Regions from separate parts of the Monodelphis domestica genome. Here region 2 is linked to region 1. Evidence: chromatin contacts called from public Hi-C data. All regions are on one chromosome and are shown on one strand. The core of a region is the stretch at or near the end of the contact, and the rest is flanking DNA. Distances in the headings are between cores, read along the strand shown. Region 1 holds the start of IREB2 (iron responsive element binding protein 2). Region 2 holds the start of SKIC8 (SKI8 subunit of superkiller complex).

Evidence for each region. Hi-C and Micro-C count contacts between places; a contact is called where the count stands out from the background.
Region 2: a contact with region 1 is called in a Hi-C map of spleen and liver, with 9 times the contacts expected there. The contact joins the promoter of SKIC8 here to the promoter of IREB2 in region 1. A contact is called at or near these places in 2 of 2 Hi-C or Micro-C datasets (limb and spleen and liver).

The regions. Positions count from the first base shown.
Region 1 is chr1:35,645,858-35,648,501 of mMonDom1.pri, reverse strand. It overlaps IREB2 (iron responsive element binding protein 2), which reads left to right and starts at 1,355. Exons shown (of 22, transcript XM_007478008.3): 1 at 1,355-1,696. The coding sequence starts at 1,678.
Region 2 is chr1:35,798,339-35,800,982 of mMonDom1.pri, reverse strand. It overlaps SKIC8 (SKI8 subunit of superkiller complex), which reads right to left and starts at 1,287. Exons shown (of 12, transcript XM_007478009.3): 1 at 1,131-1,287; 2 at 644-694. The coding sequence starts at 655.

The sequences.
Region 1 (2,644 bases), core at 106-2,605:
AAAGTGATTCAGGAAAGCTCTCTTCAAATATTTTCCCATTGTGCTGACTATTAAATACAGAAGGGACTTTGGAGCTCATCTAACATGGAGCAGGTACCCAAATCCCCTAGCTGGTGTTGTCAGGTTCCTGGTCTCTTCTCCAATCCAGCCCCCACTCAGCTATCCCAGAATATCCCTAAAACACAGCCTGACTTGGCTAAGGTAACTGCCACCTCTTCTAGCCTGTATCTGTTAAATTCCTCAAACTCTTTAAGTCTCCTGTTGCTCTCTCTCATTGCCCGTGCCCAACACACTAAGAAGTCTGTTATTTTGTCTCAGCTGTGAACCTTTGAAAAGAGGTAGGACACTGTTTCAAGAAACTAAATCTTGTTGATAACTTAGATGCTAACTTCAGACTGTTACAGTGTTTATCTGACAAGTACCATGGTTTGTTTGTTTTTTTAAAACAAATCTTCATCTTCTGTTTTAGAATCAATACTGTGGATTGGTTCCAAGGCAGAGTAGCAAAGGCTAGGCAATGGGGATTAAGTGACTTACCCATGGTCACACTGCTAGAAAGTTTCTGAAGTCACATTTGATCCCAGAACCTCCTGTCTCTAGGCCAGTCTTTCAATCCATGAAGCCACCTAGCTGCCCCCAACATCTTCACTTTTAATAAGAGTATATTTAAGTTTTTACATCCCCCCCCCCACACACACACACACCTTGTCATGTTCTCACTCGAAAAACTGCCTTGGGTCCCTATTGCCTCCGGGGTGGAAAAGAATATCCCCTGGATTTGAAAGACCTTGGGAACCAGGCTTCTTACACCTTACTGCCTTATTCTCAATGGGGACATCTTAGATCCTCGAAAAACTCCTCCAACTCCCGCCTGGGAGCCTTTTTCCTAGGTGACCATGCCTAGTATGCCCTCCGTTTCCTTCGGAAAGAAATTCCGATGCCCTCCCATACCCCAGTCTGTTTGTGTGTCTTCCCCGCCCCCATCAGACCTGCGTCTCAGGTTTGGGCCTTCACTAGTATCCCCAACGCTCACGCTCACTCCCACTCCCACCCCCAACTCCCACCCCGCCTCGCACACAGTAAGTACTTAAAGGATGCGGACTCCAGCCTGCAGGCACACAGTAGGCGCCTACTGAGTGGGGGCTAACGACGCCCCAATTCCCAGACCTTACGGGCCTCTATTTCCCTATCTGTAAAAAGACGCGGAACAGTGCAGAACGCCCACGGCTTTTCCGCGGAGAGGTGGTGGCAACGCCTCCCAGTGGCCACCGCAAGTCTGGCATCTCGCCCGCCCTTCCGGGACACCGCCTCGGCGCGACGGGGGCGGGGCTCCGCTACGGGTCGCTCCTGGAGTCACGCTTCCTCACAAGAACGCATGCGTGCTTAGTCCCGGTGGCGCCCAAAGCTCGCGAGATTTTAGCCTTGGGCCCCTCTCGCGAGCTTTCCCTTCCTCTTCTGCTCACCCTTCTGCTTCTTTTTCTTTGTTCCCACGTCCGGAGGGTCTCGCGGGAGCCGGGTGCGGGGGGGAGCGCGAGGGGGCTGTGGCCGTGGCTGTGGCCGTGGCGGCAGCTCTCGCGGTGTTTGCGCGGCCCTCCCCCCTGCTCTCCGGGATCCCCCCTCCCCCCAGCGCCGCTCTGCTTCCCTCCCCTCCCCTCAGGGAGAATATGGTCGCCGGCGATGGACGCCCCCAGTGCAGGTCAGTCTGCGCCGTGCCCGGCCCCGGCCCCGGCCCCGCGTCCTTCGGCCCAGCCTGTCCCTGCGCGGCACGGGCCCCGCCTCGAGCCGCCCCCGGGCTCGGGCCGCGCTCCCCTCTGCGAGCCGGGCTGGGGCCTCCTCGGAGCCGGGGCCTCGCAGGCCGCATCGGGCCCGTCCCGTCCGGCCCGAGACCCCCTGCGGAGAGCGGGGGAGGGGAAGGGAGGGAGAGAGAGACGGTCTCCTGCCCACCTCCCTCGGATGGCGTATCCGGCCGCAGGCCCGGTCCATTCTTCCTCCGTGCTCCCACCCCTTTCTCAGCCTGCAGTGGAGAGGGGAGCCGGGCCCCAAGCAGTAATGGAACCCTTGGTGGGAGCCCCCGGCGCTGTGGCTCTTTATGTTCAGGCCGGGGGCTCCCAGGACTGAGGCTTAGACCACTCCGATCGCAGCCTCCTTTTTTCTCTTGTCTCCTGCCAAGAGCAAAGGGTGGGGACTTCTGTTAGCCCCGTCTGACAGATGGGGAAACTGAGGCTAGGGCCAGGGCAGAGTAGCGTTCTCAGGGGCACCCACCCAGCTAGAGTCGAGGCAAACCCTTTTATCAGATAAGGCTATTGTGCCAGCAATCATCTCTTGCCATGCCCTGCTGATGATCGTTATCCTCTTCTCCAGAGTTTGCCTGTTGTCTCCCCCAAAGTGGGAACTCACCGAGAACAAAGACCTTTGCCTGTCCGCCCTCCTGACCTCAGCGCTGGCACAGTATTAAATGCAGGTCGAATAGCGACCCTATGGAAGTTATCCATCTCTCTCCTTCCAGTAATCAAAAAGCATTTATAAAATTCAATCAATGTCAATTGATAAATATCGTCTGTGTGCTCTGCCCTGGGCTAAACACTGAGGATACCAAAAAAGAGACAAAATACTGTCCCTGTCCTCATGTAGCTTACAGTCTAAC
Region 2 (2,644 bases), core at 38-2,537, 150 kb before region 1:
GGAAGAACTCTTCTTTTGGTGTATTTCTATCTTATCTCCTCACTTTAACTGTCTAAAAGTCTATAGCTATACTTTTTTAACCCTTGCTTTCCTTCTCAGAATGGATACTAAGTATTGTCTTACAAAGAATACTAAGTGCCCTCTTAGGATCTATACTAAGTGTAGGTTACAGGGCAGAGGAGCAGTAAAGGCTAGGCAATTGGGGTTAAGTGACATGCCCAGGATCACACAGCAAGGAAGTATCTGGGGCCATATTTGAACCCAAGACTTCTCATCTCCCGACTTGGCTCTCAAAATACCACACCACTGTGATGCCCCCTCTTATATTTTATAAAATTATATTTTTATATCACCTTTATTCGGTCTTTCAAAGAGTAACACTCAGCTGCAAGTACCTGATGGCATTATCTGCATGCTTACTCAAAGCCCACTCCGGATGCCTAAAAAGACACTTCCCAAGCTCTGTCCACGCACCACCTCCAACGTTAAGCTTCTGATTCCCTCCTGCTCCCATTCCCAAAATCACAAATATGATCCCTTCTCAGGTAGAACGCCAGGCTCTCAAAGGCAGAGAATGCTTCGTTTTTATCTGCTGACAGCCTGAACCTCACTCAACTGTGGCCCAATTTCGCCTGTCCCTTACCTGGACGCTCATTTCTTACAGCTGGGATGAATGAACATAGGGCAGATTGTTCTGTGGAAAGAATAAGGTCTTAATCAGGGGCAGCCCTTAGTGGAAGCCTTTTCTCGGAGGCTGGGGATAGGCTGGACGTGGGGTTCGTTTCAGTGATGGCTACACCCGCCCTTTAAAGGGGGGGAAGAAAGGAGGTGGTGGCCGGAGCAACTTGGGGCTGAAAGGATCCTTAGCTGCTCCGAGTCCGAGGATCCCGAGAGGTGGCCCGATACCCCCTAGCTGTCACAAAGTAAGAGGAAGAGGCTCCCCCAGACTAAGGAGTTTGAGGCTGACCCTGTCCCCCACTTTCAGCCGCGCCCCCTATCCCCACCCTTCTCTCCTCCAGACCCCGGCTCCGAGTCTGTCTGGAAGCCTCCAGGGGAGGACGCTGCTCCGGCCCCCACTTCCCCATCTGCCCGCTCTGTCGCACCCCGAGGTCCCCTCGCCCCTGCCTCACCGGCTCCGGGCTCCGTTGCTCGACCAGGGCCTCCCTTGCCGTCGCCCTCCTCTCAACTTCTTCCTTAGCGACAGAGGCGCTGGGTTATGACGCGCGAGCTGAGGGCGGCGGGCTGGGATGACGTCACGACGCCGCGTGCGCTCCACGCGTCTCTGAGGAGTCCGGGCGCCCCCTGCTGTACTCAGGAAGAAAGAATGAGGCAGTCGCTAGGCCACGCCCTCCTACGCCATGGCCACGCCTCTTAGATAGCGAGGAGCTGGAGTGCCCCTCCCCTAAAGGGGCTCTGCACAGAGAAGTCAAAGAAAGGAGGGAGCGGTCTTCAGGCCACGACCCTGTAGCAAGATCCCGTCCCAGGCCACACCTACTGCTAGATGACCCCGTCCCTTTTGGTAGACTCGGAGAGGCGAAAACTAAAGGGGAGGGAAGATTGGAGAGGCGCTCAGACCACGCCCCTTAACGTTGGTCACGCCCATTGGTCCCTGACTACTCAAATCCTTAGGGCCCTTTCCCTCCCAGACATCGGATTCTTTTCTTCAACCTTTGAGGGGGAGGGAAGAAAGGGGCGGGGGGCGGGTCTAGACCTTCCCCCTCTCCTGCCCCTACCCCCCCCAAAAAAAGAAAGAAAAGGAAAAAGGTCAGAATCTTAAGTAGAGCCAAGCAAATCAAACTCTCCAGCAGCCTCCTGGGCAGATACAGATGGCATCCATGTCTCCCTGAACTTCTGCCTTTTGGCTCTGATTACAGTGTCTCCTGTCGATTTCACCTCGGAGATATGTTTCACCCTCGCAACATCCCTGGTATCTGCCCCGTCTCTCCTCTAACAACGTCTTCATAAGTTGCTACAGTTGTCCAGCCTCTTCTGGACTGTAGCAATTGTTGTTCAGTACTTTGCCTGCCTCCGGTCTCCCCCAACTTGGTCTGTGCTCCTCTCAGCCACCAAAGAGACTCTCCCAAAGCACAGATCTGAGCAGGTAGCTCTTCTACTCAGCAAACACTAGGGGCTCCCTATTTTGCCTCCGGGAGCAAACGCAAAATGCTCTTTTACATTCAAAGCCCTTCATCACCTACCACTGCTTCCCCCTATCCAATCTTCTTACACCTGTTTATACTCCAGATACTCAGTCATCCTATGGCATGGGCTTCTTGGCCGTTCCTCCGACCAGACGCTTATCTCCCGACGCTAGGCTTTTGCCCTAGTTGTCTCCCACACCCGGAATGCTCTCCCCTTTCCTCTCTGCCTCCTGGTTTCCTTCAAGTCCCAACTAAAAACCCACTTTCTACAGCAAGCCTTTCTCATGGGCAGAGACGGAGAGTTTTTGTGGCCTCATTTTTTTCGTTTTTATTGTTGTATTCGCGGAAAGGGAATTCCACACACCCTCGCCTCTACGAACACATACTCCACCCCCCCCCCATCACCAGGTGGTTTTCTTATTTCCACGGGAAAAAGTAATTCAAGATCTGGAGTGAGGGGGGAGATCCGAAGGATAGGGGTGGAGTCAGAGCCTAAGGGGCGG